Linked DNA regions of Mus musculus: region 1 is linked to region 2. The links are chromatin contacts, called in public promoter capture Hi-C maps. All regions are on one chromosome and are shown on one strand. Each heading gives the region's core, a stretch centred on a gene start, on an enhancer-like site or on the middle of the called end of the contact. The rest is flanking DNA. Distances are from core to core; before and after follow the strand shown.

Region 1 (6,825 bases), core at 2,580-5,079, 230 kb before region 2:
CTTGCTTCCATTTCCTCCACAGGGGACCATGGCCTTCCGGGCTCCTCAGGACCCAGGGGCGACCCTGGCTTCAAAGGTGATAAAGGTGACGTTGGGCTTCCTGGCATGCCAGGATCCATGGAGCATGTGGACATGGGGAGCATGAAGGGACAGAAAGGAGACCAGGGAGAGAAAGGTGAGTGGAAGAGACAGGCAGGCCTCACTGGGGCATCATATCATCCTGCTTTCTACAGCAATTGCTTACGAAGCAGATGTGGAAGCTCACTATGTTTTTTTGTGGCCTACAGGACAAATCGGACCCACTGGTGATAAAGGTTCCCGAGGAGACCCTGGAACACCAGGAGTACCTGGGAAGGATGGGCAGGCAGGGCATCCCGGACAGCCAGGTAGGTGTGGACAGTATAGCCACAGTCGTTGTCAAGAAACCTGCTTCTCAGTGCTCTCCGCAGATGTTTACCTGTGGGATTTTTCTCCGTTATTCTAGGGCCTAAAGGTGACCCAGGCCTTAGTGGGACACCAGGATCCCCTGGACTCCCTGGACCCAAAGGATCAGTTGGAGGAATGGGCTTGCCAGGTAACCTGACTGTGGACTCAAAAGTCTCTAACATACACTGTGTGTGCACGGGGCTGGTGGGATGTGCGCAGGGCAGCACTTGGAAGATCCAGGGCCTGACAGCCGTGTCTCTCATCTAGGGTGGATGGCTTTCGACTGACACTGATTGGCATTGGCTGACAATGGCTATAGTGTCTGTAATGATTGCTAAAAATGAATAAGTGATGCACACTGGAAAGTGAAGTCTGAGCTACCCATGGATAAGTGGGTTAGCTGGGGAGGTGTTTCTCAGCACAGGCTGGGAAGTGATAGTCAAAACTGGAAGCCTGCCTTCCTATCTCCTCTCAGGTCTTTGGGAGGAATTCCAATGACTTGCTATGACAGTCTAGGCTGCTGGTGGTATACCTGTGTCTGTGTGTCATAGGTCCATATATGGCGTGTGAATCTTCACACTGCCTCACAGTCCTCGGAACTGATGGTTCCGCATCGGCAGAGCTGTGTTCTCCCTATACAGTGATGGTCTTTCAAAGGCAGGGGGAAGCTTAGCTTGCCTGAGGACCCCTGGCTGTGTTGGTGGCAGACTGATAAGCAGAGCGATTTGTGTTGAGCGTCAGCCATTAAGTCCAAGTTCTATTGTCTGTGTCACTAGGTTCGCCTGGAGAAAAAGGTGTGCCTGGCATCCCTGGCTCACAGGGTGTCCCTGGCTCACCTGGAGAGAAGGGAGCCAAAGGAGAGAAAGGGCAGTCAGGTCTACCTGGCATTGGGATTCCGGGACGGCCTGGTGACAAGGTGATCATCTCCTGCCCCGTGACAATGTCCCTGACACTTACCAACTATCTCAGCACAACTATGATACAGCTCTCCCTCTGACTAACTCTGTCATGTCCTCCTGTTCACTGCCTTTTCTCCCAAGGGCAAACTCTAGAATCTCTCTGAGAGGGTGAGGGTGGCCGCATATCACAGGGAGGAAGAAGAGGGGCGGGCTGGGGAGCTTGGCAGATGGAGAGAATGTCTTTTCTGGAAAGCCCAGCAAATGGGATTCTCCAGTGTGATTGATACTCACGGCCTCTCTTACCTAGAAATCTGCTACCTAGAAAGTGCTTCCAGACCTGTAGGTGACACGTCTGCTTCTTCCTCACAGGGAGACCAGGGCCTTGCTGGCTTCCCAGGCAGCCCCGGTGAGAAGGGAGAGAAAGGCAGTGCCGGAACCCCAGGGATGCCAGGGTCCCCAGGCCCGAGAGGTTCTCCGGGGAACATCGGCCATCCAGGTATGGGGGCTGGGCAAGCTCTGGCAGAAAGGTACAGGTGAAGAAAACCTAGCTGCATACAACTTCTGAACTTTCATTTCCTCTTTAGGAAGCCCAGGCCTGCCTGGAGAGAAAGGGGATAAAGGCCTCCCAGGACTGGATGGCGTTCCTGGTGTCAAAGGAGAAGCAGGTAGAGATGGACCCTTTGCTGGCACTTGGGTGAAAAGATGAGGAGCGCCCAGGCTTCATGGGGGTTGGGGAGTGTAGTCTCAGCCTCATGGGAGAATTCTTCACACTGAAGCAGGCCCTAGTATGTTATCTGGGGTCTAGGGCCAGCTGGTTTATCCCTCCACTTTCAGATCCACAGGCAGAGTCTGTAAAGCGTTTGAGGTCTTTGGGAAATGAAGCCAGCATCTCCAAGCTGCTTTTGTAGTGAGAAGAGCATTTCAGATATCTCCCTCCTCTCTGTGCAAGCATTGGGTGGGGGTCTATGCTGTTCCTAGCAGCAGAAAAGAACCTGTTGGAACGGATCAGAGCTGACATCAGGGATACCAGGGATGCAGGGAACAGCTCTTTCTGATGTGGGAAAGGGGCCACTTCTCAGACGCCACGGTGCTAAGGACAGTCCACAAGTGATCATATCTTTCTCCCCAAGGTCTCCCTGGGACTCCTGGCCCCACAGGCCCAGCTGGCCAGAAGGGAGAGCCGGGCAGCGATGGAATCCCGGGGTCGGCAGGAGAGAAGGGTGAACAAGGTGAGTCTTGTTCCTGCTTCCCAGCAGAAGCCATGCTGTTCCCTCAGAGACTGCAGCGCCATGATGATCGAACACAGAGGTCTCAGTGCTGAGTTCCTTGCGGCTCCGAAAATATAGATGTGGACTGGAGGGATGGGATTGGATCAGGGAGGGATGCTCATTCCTTCTGTGAGTGAAGCGCTTCCCTGGAGGGTGGGTCCAGAGACACAGATGCGGGGCTGCCGGGCAGGAATGCCTCCCTTTCTGTTTCCCCTGTGTTCACTGTGACAAAACCAAACCAAACAGCCAAGAGAATTCTGTCCAGCATTTTCCCCAGTTTGGGAAGGAGTCCTAGTCTTCCAGGGTCTGGGGGTCTTGTGGTTACTGTTGCTTCCTGTGTCTGCTCCTGTTACTGATAGAAGAGCTGTCGTGGCAGGACCGCAGGTTTTTAGCTATAGCTGTGTTGGGCAGGAATGGAGCAGCAGGGGCTCCTTGCTATCACCGCTGGCTGCTCTTCAGTTCCCTTACTCATTCTCTATAGACATCATGTATAAGAAGCCCTTTCCACTTCCTCCTCCTGTTTACCCACTGCTATGTGAAGCCCACTCTCCTGCCCACTACCCAGCTCTCTGTGCTCCACCCACTCGACGGGATGAAGAGTCAGTCAGATGGTCATCTGAGAAAAGCCAGACTGCGTGTCTCTGCCGTAGTCACCACTACCCAGGACTGACTGGGGTGTTTTTACTCTGGCCAAGTAGAACTCAAGAGTAGGAATCTCCCTATGCTGCTGTCCCTTTGGAACCCTTGGCTTTATGCAGTGGTGATTGGCAGCAGCCAGCAGCATCAGATGGTATCTCTGAGTGCTTGAAGGTGTGTGGGACCCTCAGTAGCTGGTGGCACAGCTGTCAGGCCTAGAGTGTCTGGGACACTGGGCTCTTAAAGTGCTGCAGGTCCCTGGAATTCTAGCAACAAGGGCCTGCCTGCCCTTTCTCATCTTAAGCCTTTTCCAACGGTTATTTTCTCTGCGGCTTCTGCTGTCTTTTTTTGCCCTGGCAACTCTCTGAAGTTCTTCAGCCACTCTCTGGTCTCTGTTGCCACAGTCTCCTCTTGTGTTCTCTCCTCTTGTCTGTTTTATTGGTGATAAAGAGCCAAATGTGTCCAAGAAATCTGGCCTTCCATAGTGAGGCCTTTCACAGATAAACAAGACTGGGCAAAAAATGACCACTTAGAGAAAGCCTCTTTTTGAACACCAGGGGGCAGCAGACTAGGGACAGGAGCCAAGCTCCCTCTTATAGTGCTGGGGTGTATGTCATAGTTGTTTGCACCAATCGCAAACCTTCCTTTCTGCTGGGCCACCAGTGGGAGGTGCTTCTTCTGTAGTCTGGGTGAAGATGGCTTCAGGGTCCTTTAGAATTCTCTGGGCTTTGAGTTGCTCTGTTCTGAGGTCTACCCAGAGCCATTAGAGTTTCCTTAGACTGTAAGGGATCCAGACAGCCAGGCTGCAATGAAGGCAGTCCACTGGGTACCAGAAACGTATCTGCTTGACTGGTGGATTTCCTATTTGAGGCTGCCCGGGGCCTTATAAGGGTAGGGTCTGCACAATAGCTGCCAGTTTCCACACAGAAAGTTTAAAAAACGATGTTTATGATAAAGACACCAGGGAGCACTCTCAATTCTAGCAGCAATCAAAGGGAATTGGTAGCATCTGTCAGGGCCTCGCTGTGTTTACCTTCTGCCCTAGTGCCCAGGGAAAGGTGAGCCTTCTGTCCTGCCTCTGTAGGAGAAAGAGTGTCATTAGCGCAGATCATTTCTGCTCAGCACCTTAATGAGCCAAACAGAAAGGTCTTCAAGGAGAACGCATGATGAGACAGTTGCAGAGGTGTAGCTTTGCTCCCAGGTTCCACGGGACTCCTCAGGGCACTCTTTAAGTGCTGCGTGGTGTCAGGGCACATGGGGCATGGCCTCCCACTGTCTCTGCAGCTGAGTAAGAGACTGTTGTTTTCTGTCCTCACCCTGTAGGTGTTCCAGGAAGAGGCTTCCCCGGCTTCCCTGGCTCCAAAGGAGACAAAGGTAACGCTCTCAGCTTCGCACCTTTGTGTGGAGTGGTCCACGGAACTCAGCATGTCCCCCTTAGCAAAGCAGTGACCGTGTCTAGTGGCTGATAGATGTCTGATGATTGCACCATCTGATTCACGCGTGATGTGATATGTGGTACCTGCCAAATACCTTATGATGTCATTATTGCTTACGTTTTGAGTAGCATGTAAACATGCGTTCCCATCCCTGGTAATCTTCTGTAGTTTCTTTTTAATTAATCAGTTAAATGCATATGCTTGAATGTGTGTGTGTGTGTGTGTGTGTGTGTGTGTGTAGGAGGTTGTAAGCTGCCATGGGGTACTGGAAACTGAGCTTGGGTCCTCTGCAAGAGCAGTGAGTGCTCCTGACTGCAGAGCCAGCTATCTAGCCCTTACTTTATTATTTTTTTAAAAGTAGCTTTATTGGGCTAACATTACCATATGATAGACAGCACATATTTAAAATGTGCTGTTGTTCTTCAAGTTTTGACTCATCTATGCATCCACAGAAACAGTGCATTCTGGGTAGTGTCACAGCTGTCACCCAATGGCTGTCCCACTGGTTCTGATCCTCCATATTGTATCCTGAAGTCCTCAGGCCCCTCAAACAAATACCCATGTTAATTTAGGAGCCACGAATGATACTGTATCTTATACAAGTTTCATGCAAGCCTGGCTTCTTCCCATAGAGTATCTGGTTTACAGCTTTCCTGTTGTCTGTATTGATAATTCACTTGTGAAGCCTAAGTAGGGTCCCATTGCATCCTTGTAACAGTTTGCTTTGTCCATGTCTTGGGATGAGCCTACTCTTGGTTTTAGTAGTATAGTTGCTTGAAGACTTCAAAACACATTTAAGATACACATATAAGATCTCTGGCTGTCACCGCAGTGTAGCATCTCTATGGACTCTGCTCCTCTGGTCACCATCATCTCTCTCTCTCTCTCTCTCCTGTGCAGGCTCCAAGGGTGAAGTGGGTTTCCCTGGCCTAGCTGGAAGTCCTGGAATTCCTGGAGTCAAAGGCGAGCAAGGGTTCATGGGTCCTCCTGGCCCTCAAGGACAACCTGGCTTACCTGGCACTCCTGGTCACCCTGTGGAGGGGCCCAAAGGAGACCGAGGACCTCAGGGTCAACCTGGCCTGCCAGGTAAGGGCTTTTCACCAGACACATGCTCAAGTTAACAACTCAGAGCTGCGCTTGGGTCTCTGTTGAACTGGTCTCTGTGGTTTCCTTTCTGTTGAGGTATTACTTAGAGAGCAGCATGAGAGAAGATTACAGAGAGAGGTGCAGTAGAGATACCATTTGGATTTTTGCTTTAACTGGGGCAATGCTCGAATGTTTGCCACCCTGAGCTTGCCTCCTGTGGTTGTGGAGGACCCTGGACACTGTGGCTTCAGTATTTTGGAAGCCAACACTGTGACATTCACATGAACACCTCAATGGTGCTGTACGCCCCCGACTTTATAACCACGTGGCTTTACTATTGACTTATTTTAGTGGTACTGGGGATGGAACATAGGCTTTGTGTATGCTAGGCAAATATTTTACTATTGAGTTACACACTCAGCCATTTTATTAATGTTGTTGTTTTGAGTCAGGTTCTCACAAAGTTGTCCCCACTGGCCTTGAATCAGTAACTCTGTAGCCTAATACCAGTGAACTGGGTCTCCTGCTGCTTCAGTCTCTGGTATAGCTGGGGTGACAGACCTGGGCCGCCAGTGCCAGCATTTGGGTGCTGAGTCTGTTGTTTGTATGAGCACCCTTCCTTGATTTCCTGGAGGCCTGTGTTACTCTACAAGGCCATGGTGTTATGGTTGCAGAGAGTTGATAGCAGTGTGACTGTACCATAGCCCAGTGACACAGTCCACTATAGTACCAACCACCCTAACCCTGCGTCTTTGTTCTTTGCATTAGGGCATCCGGGACCTATGGGGCCGCCAGGGTTCCCAGGAATCAATGGGCCAAAAGGTGACAAGGGAAATCAAGGTTGGCCAGGAGCTCCGGGGGTTCCAGGCCCTAAGGGAGACCCAGGATTCCAAGGCATGCCGGTGAGTGATTGAGTGTAGAATTGATTTTCAAAAGGAACTTTTTGGTCAAGAGTATTATTATATGTGTGTGTATGTGTTTCTATATGTGTGCACATGTGTGATACCGCCCAGCCCTTAAAGCAGTTCCTTCCTTTGGGATCAGCATAGGAAAGTATTGCATGTGCTTTTATAA
Region 2 (7,075 bases), core at 1,471-3,970:
TCATACAAAAAAAATTTGCTAGACCTGAGGAAAAAAATGAGGCTTCTTAGAGGATACTTGTAATTTTAATGCTAGTTCTTGTACCAAGTATTCCCATCAGGATAGAAGCGAAGCCCTTGAAGTGACATTTTCAAATGACCCAAGAAGATTTGGTCTGATTATGAATTGCAGGTGTGGTGTGCGTATCACTTTCTTTTTTCAAAGCCGAGTGTCAGCAAAGCTTGCATTTAGTCGTGATCAGATGGATTCTGAGCTGTGCTGTGCATTACGAAGCCAGAGGATCATTCTAAAGAGTGCTGGCTTCACAGTCAGTCTTATGACTCGCGGGGTCTGTAAGAGGATAGCGTGGCCTTTAGCAGACAGTATTGCATTTCTGAAGTGAGTAAGCTTGCAGATGATTTCCAGGGCTATCAGTTAGTCTCAGGTGTAACACGCAGGTGGAAAACGTGTGGTGCTATTTTGACAAACCTGCTCGTGTCTTCTCCAGCTCCTTGTTAAATGCCGGTGGGATCATCTGCCTTGAAGGGTTGGCAGACTGGTTCTGTGAAGGATTGGACAGTGAAGGTTCATGCTTAGTTACCATAGCTACCCAACTGTGCTTGAGGTGGAAACAGCTGCGCTATGAGAATGACAGTGCCTGTGACCCAATAAAACTTTACTTGCACAGAGACGACTGGCCTGTATTGTGCACCGTCATCATCTGTGAAATGGAAGGCGTCTCCTTCCTGGGTATCAGACCAGGCTTTTGTTTCCTTCTGGAGGTTGTGTTTCTCTTTTCTGCTCCAAGAAGTGGCATAAGTTGTAAGGTTGTTTTGTTTTGTTGTAGTTCGTTGAACTTAGGTTGACTAAGGATCATGGTCCTGAGGTGCAGAGGACATGAAGGCCAGAAGGACATGGTCTCCTGCAGTCTAGCAGGCAAGCGAGTTTCCCAAGGCATTTTGAACGAACATCGCCTCATTAAATCGTCTCCCTCATTAAAAGGGATCAGATACCAGCATGGTATTTAATGTCCTTTGAAGAGAGTTCTATAAAAAGCCAGTGAAAAAGTTTGCATGATCTCATACATAGAATATTAAAAACAATAACAACAAAAACAAACAAACAAAAAAACAACCTCAGGTTAAATGTACAGAGAGCTCAATAAAATTGTTTGTCAGGTGACTGGGTAAGGTGTAGGGAGGGAGAAAAGAGAGGGGACAGACACAAAGAAGCTAGCACATAGGACAGATGGCTCTGTGGAAGTCTACAAGGCGTGACAATTGTATTAGGGATATTTTGTTGTTGTCTTTAAAAAAAAAAAAGAGTAACCTTTATCTGCTCTCTGCCAGAATGCAAGTAGAGTGGGTGACAGAGGAGGGAACTGGTTAATCCACTCCTGGTAACCTTCTATGTAAATGTGCCCTACAGCATCCTGCTGTAACCCTCAAATACGCACAGCACTAAACAGAACAACACAGAACCAATAGTGGGAACCAGAGAGGAGACTGGGCTTAAGTGGACTGCTCTGATTCCCTCACTCCCACTGGGTCCCTAAACCTCTCTTCTGGAAGCCAGAGGGAGCCTCCCACTAGACAACACTATGAAGGAGCTGTCCCACCCCTGCACAGCTCACCCGGGAGGCCCTCTTCCTTCTGGCTTTTTCCTCTGGTTTGAACCTGGAATTAGAATGTCCTGGTTTGGAGAAAGGGTCCCCAGGATATAGAAGACTCTGGAGGATGTGGGTCGGGCTAGAGGGTGAAAACATTAATCCACATTGTTGGATCTGCACCTGCAGGCACTTAGGGGTTCCCAGTAAGGAAGAAGCTAGTTCCATGCCCACATTGGGAAACAGCCATTGAAACATTGGCTTCTAAAAGCCTGGAGGCTGAGCTGGCGCTTTCCCATGGGCAAAGCTTTGGGTGTGTTAGAGGAAGTTTGAAGTGAGGCGCTTGCTTCACAGGCTGGGAGGCCTCTGAGCACACCGAGGCTGGGCCGAGAGGAGGCTGCCTTCCTTGAAGGCTGGATCAGACGCCTATTACTGGCTTCAGCCCTGAGAAAGCTACATCGTTTCTTCAACCCGTCTGGGATTGATTGTGTCATTAGCAAGTTACAACTCGAAGGTAGGGAGTTTAATAACAAGCAATCAAAACGAAAGGATTTTAATTGTCAGTGGAAGTGTGAGCTCTGTAGACAGAAGTTGGACTCTTTCAAGCAGGCTGTCACAGGAGCTTAATCATCTATGTTCCCCCCCCCCCCCCAACTTAGATGAAAGGTTAAGTAACCGTTTTTCTTAGAATCTCTGGGTTTGTTATCACACCCAAACTTACTTTTTTTTTTTTTCAAATGCTTTTAGCAAAGTAAGAAGATACTAAATTATCAGGCATATTTTTCTAGGAATTTGTCTTCCAACTGAAGAGCCTGTTTCCCCAACTAGTTCTGTGGGTTTTTTTTTTGTTGTTGTTGTTTAGGTTTTTTTGTTTGTTTGGGTGTTTTGGTTTGCTATTTTTTTATTTTTTATTTTTTATTTTTGGTTTTTTGTTGTTGTTGTTGCCTGAACTGGGCATTGAGATAGCCTTGAAGGATGTGGGGACTCACCAGAGGGTTCATTTCTTCCTTAATTTGATTTGCTGCTAGAGATACAAAATATGTGGCCTCTGGTTTTCTTTTGTCATGCAAATCAATATTCATCTAAATAGCACTAGTAATTCAGAGCCCTGAATATGTTAGGGAGCCCACACCTGCTCTTTTCTGCAATCCACAGAGCCTCAGGGACTCCGAATGAGGGAATCTAGGTTGAGCTCTTTGTGGGAGAGAAGCCTTGCAGAAATCTAGAGACAGATCCTGGGCAGAACTGCCACTGTTTGCCTGGGCCCCTGACCATGCACTAACCCAGAGTCTCATGAAACATCGCAGCGGAAGGAAAGGTATTAGTTGGCCTGGCTCAGATGCCCCTGGTATGTCTGTCTGGTTTCTTGCTAACAGGCTCTGGGTTTGGTGCTCAACCTTTTGTGCAGTGGGGCTTCGCTGTCTTGCTGTTGGTCCCATGTAATGTGAAGATCTCCCTGTCTTGCAGGGATGGCTTCTGTCTCTCTCTCCTTCCCCTGTCCCCTCTCTTTCTCTGGGATCTAAGCAGAACCTTTGGAGATGGAAGCACAGTCTCATTTGGATTCTTTCTGCTCTTTAAGTGTAAGGGGAAAGGTGATCCTAAGAGACTTAGGAGTCCTGGCCTGTGACTGGACTCCATTTGGGGTGTATCAGTGACATATTTCATCAGTGGCTGCTGAGCAAGGGTGAAGCTGAGCTCTGTAGAAGGGCACAGGGATGGAAAGAGTTTCTCAAACTTGCTTAGTTGCTTTCAAGGCTCTGGACACTTGCTGTTCTAAAGGATCATCTCTGCTCTTATGGAGTTGGGTGTAGAATTGCAAGGAAATTTCAGATCCTACAAGGAAATGTCAAATCCTGGGAATAGGTCTCAGCATGAGTTACCACCCGATGCAGGACAGTTCTGTTCGGAGTGTAGGGCAGAATCCTTTCTGGGTCATTCTACCACTGTGACTGGACAGACAGCTCAGAATTTTCCTTAAGGCACATGCAGAGCAGAGTGGCCATAAATTAATCATCCCTGTGTTGCCTCTAGTGGATTTGACATAGGTAATGAATAAATAAATGTGTACTGGCATCTCATCCTTAGGAACTATAAATATTTAAGGTTGAGCATGTCAGATTAGTAGTGTTAGAAAATATTTTCCTTCCCTCATATTCAACATGAACCAGCCCAATGACAGCCTTAAAAGTAAACAAAAAGGCATAGGGCACACGCATCCTAGTTCACAGGCACAGGGCATGCAGATCCTAGTTTGCATCCAGGTCAGTTCTCAGCCCCGCCTCCACTCTTGCTGGACAGAGAAGAGCAGGGGCTCTGTTGAGAACAGAATTGTAATCTTTGGTGTTTACCCCATCCCTAGACCTGGGCCAGCCTCCTGAATGTGACCCTCAGGCAAACACTCTGGCTAAGTGTAGGTCAGTGCTTTGGCCAAAATGCTCAACATGATTTTGCCACCTGTTCACACTGGAGAAAGGTGTTTTGTACAGTGGTATAAAGATAGCTAGTTTCTGGTGGGCTGAACAGCTCAGATACCTCTCAGGCCCGGATCCAGGGCTTTGAATTGTCCCACTCCAACATCTTCCCCATCATAACTGCTGGAGTGCATGAAGGTCCTACAGATCCAAAACTATAGGATCTCAATGACAAGGGACAGCATCAGAATATCCCAGAGGAGTCCCAGTGAGATTCCAATATCGATAGAGTAGCAGAAGCCAGAGGCCTCGTACCAGACCAATGAATCACTGGTGTGAACATTTGCAAGCAAAGTGTGGACAAAAGGGTATACTGTGGGACATACTGTGACACACTGCAGCTTCCACAATGAGATTTTTCTTTTCCTCTGTTGGGGGGAGGCAGGTTCGAGGGGAGAGGGAGATGAGTGGGATTGGGGATCATTGATGCGAAATCCAAAAAGAACCAATAAAAAGTTAAAAAAGGGAAAAGATAGCCAGCGTCAGCCTCAGGCCTCCCTTTCAAAGAAAGTTTCTACAGCAGCCTTTCTCTAACCTAACACTCCAGTCCTGCTTGCCAGTTCTAAGTCTCCATGGAGTTGAACCTCATCTGGTGTGTCCGCTGAGGCCCCCAGACTCTCCTTCATCCTGTTTCTGCAATACCTCCCTCCCCAGGATCACTTTCTGGGTATATTTATGTACAGGGTTCCTCCCCTCTGCCTTTTCCTCTCCTCCCTCTCTCTCTCTCACACACAAACTAAGTAGAGATTGAGGTTCAAGCATCAAAGGTCAGAATTCCGTTGGATGTTAGAGGTGTGTCTAGCCTTATGGTGATGGTATTAGAGCTAAGAAGTTTGACCAGTTTAAGGCTCAGTGTGGCCTTGTGGCAGTCATCATAGGGAGTGACTTGTAAGATAAAAAGGAGGGGTCATTATGATGTGGCATTATGTCTGTGTGGCGCGAATGTACATATACACACATGTGCACGCGTGCACACACACACACACATACACAGGGGGAGGGACTTTAGACATTAGGAACAGAGAGCCCTGGAGATAGAGTCATGGTTCTCCTCCATTGAAGGGAGAAGCAGGTGGAGATGGTCACATGATAGTCTTCCTGCCACTCGCTCCGAAGGACAGTTGGCAGCTTTTGGCACTTAGGGTGATGGGTGTACTCTAAGAGGTGCTGAGAGCTGAGTGGCAGCAGAGATTTGGCTGCAGGACCTTTTAAAAATTTGTGCGGGGGGACAGATATTTGAGACAGAGCCTCCCCTTGTATCCATGTCTGACCTGGAGCTCACTAGGTAGACCAAGCTGACTTCAACCCATGGAGATCTGTCTTCCTCTGCCTCATGAGTGCTGGGATAGAGGTGTGGACCACCACATGCAGCTAAGTGTATATATTTTTAAGAAGAGTGGACTCCAGGCAACCCTTCCCTGGAGGAGTCAGGTTACAGTGGTAGTGTGGCAGCCTCTGGCCATTGGGGAGAGCTTTAATAGTTGTCAATCCTCCTTCATGCTGGGGAGGCAGGCAGGTCTCCTCCAGCTGCACATGCACAGATGGTTGCTGGGAAGGCAAGAACCCTTGCCTAATCCTCTGAATTTGTTTGTTTGTTTGTTTTGTTTTACTGGAATGCTTGGCAAAAAGTGTGTGTGTGTGTGTAGACTTTTCTCACTTGTGTGTACCCTGCCACCCCAACTCTAGGACCTTGCGTTTGCATCTCTGAGTACCTCATTTCGGAGGAAAGTACCCACCCTGATCACAGGTCCATGGGTTAAGAGTGCCTTTTGGTTCTTAGAGCCTGGCTCACCAGTTTTCTTCTCTCTTTTTCAGAGTGAAGCGCTACCAGCCCCATCGCCGCCATGTTGAAAAAAACAAAAACAAAAACAAAACAAAAAAAACAAAACTCTGAATCCATTCGAAGGAGATGCTTGGCATGTTTCCGACCAACGCTGCTGCTCACTTTCCTATCAACGGGAGCAATTCTACATTTTGAGACTTCTGTGAATTAGATAAGGAACCAAGAGGCAGGTCTGCCTCTCAGCTGTCCCCACACACCAGCCCTCATCGCACGGTTTGTGTTGCATTTTGTTTCCTTTGTGAACTGACGGGCTGATGGCGTACACTCCGGGAGATTGGACGTTTCCACCGCCGCCGGCCTCCATAAGTCCTGGCCATCGCTGTCATTTTTCTCTTGTTACTTTCATTTTGGCAAAGTGGATTAATCCCTCAGCATGCAAGGAGATGCTATAATATACATGGAAGTGGTCAAATCTGGTATTTACTGGCTTACAGTCAAAACTACCACAGTCCTACCTCAGTTCAGGGTGAAGCCGGATTGTTTGGCAGGGTACAGGGCGACTCTGCCCCAGGATCACATGCTGACCTCCGTCTCTCTGTTAAGTCGATGTGGACTCCAGTCCAGGTACCTGAATGGTTTACCTACGCACAGAGCCCGGTGTGGGACTGAATATTCTCCGTGGGATTGGACTTGAAGATGGATTAATCCTAAAAATTCCTAAATGTGACTGGAGCAGCCTCCTTTTGGAGATCATCAGCCGTATTTGGGGGTAGGGGTGGGGATGGGTGGATCTCTCTTTGTGTCTACAACAGGCTTGTTGACTCCTCTCTCTGTAGATGTTCGTGTAAGTCCTTCAGATTGCAAGAGCCTTTTCTCCCCTCCACAAGCCTCCTGGCTGTGACTCTTAGCTCACCATCCTCAAACCTAAAACTCAACACAGGCACGCTTGTAGCTCAAGACTGGCTTGGGCTTTTGTTTTTTAAATATATTATCTCTGGCACAATGTTACTTTTGTTGGCCAACAAGGTTGCCCTGAACAGGAGGGGAGGCATTCCAGCCATTGTACTATGAATGGCAAAAGAGGAAAAACATCTCTCCCCCTACACTTTCCTGTCAACGGTTCTTGACAGAGACTACCCTGGTTCTGTTGTCAGTGTTCTGGAAATGTCAGTGTTGTGGAACTGTTTCATATGTCACCTAGAAGGGCTGAGCTTGCCGGCAGAATCGCCGTCACCT

The links. Capture Hi-C pulls out chosen DNA fragments and counts their contacts.
Region 1: a promoter capture Hi-C map of pancreatic islet shows a contact between it and region 2. The contact joins two enhancer-like sites. A contact is called at or near these places in 3 of 39 promoter capture datasets (embryonic stem cells, frontonasal cranial neural crest and maxillary cranial neural crest), 8 of 115 datasets of contacts at active chromatin or transcription factors (the NIH/3T3 cell line, craniofacial prominence, embryonic forebrain and 5 more) and 1 of 9 other capture datasets (pancreatic islet).

The regions. Positions count from the first base shown.
Region 1 is chr8:11,212,430-11,219,254 of GRCm38.p6, reverse strand. Col4a1 (collagen, type IV, alpha 1) reads left to right here. Exons shown (of 52, transcript NM_009931.2): 34 at 23-175; 35 at 288-386; 36 at 485-574; 37 at 1,203-1,342; 38 at 1,695-1,821; 39 at 1,910-1,990; 40 at 2,456-2,554; 41 at 4,553-4,603; 42 at 5,566-5,751; 43 at 6,520-6,653. Among named protein-coding and RNA genes, the nearest start is that of Gm15418, 28 kb to the right of the region's middle. Within about 2 kb of position 3,829, at least 24 of the 459 cell types and tissues checked have an H3K27ac peak or open chromatin away from gene starts, as enhancers often do. A contact at or near this core is called in pancreatic islet, where this site is marked.
Region 2 is chr8:10,985,811-10,992,885 of GRCm38.p6, reverse strand. It overlaps Irs2 (insulin receptor substrate 2), which reads left to right. Exons shown (of 2, transcript NM_001081212.2): 2 at 5,872-7,075. The coding sequence ends at 5,876. Among named protein-coding and RNA genes, the nearest start is that of 9530052E02Rik, 19 kb to the left of the region's middle. Within about 2 kb of position 2,720, at least 84 of the 459 cell types and tissues checked have an H3K27ac peak or open chromatin away from gene starts, as enhancers often do. A contact at or near this core is called in pancreatic islet, where this site is marked.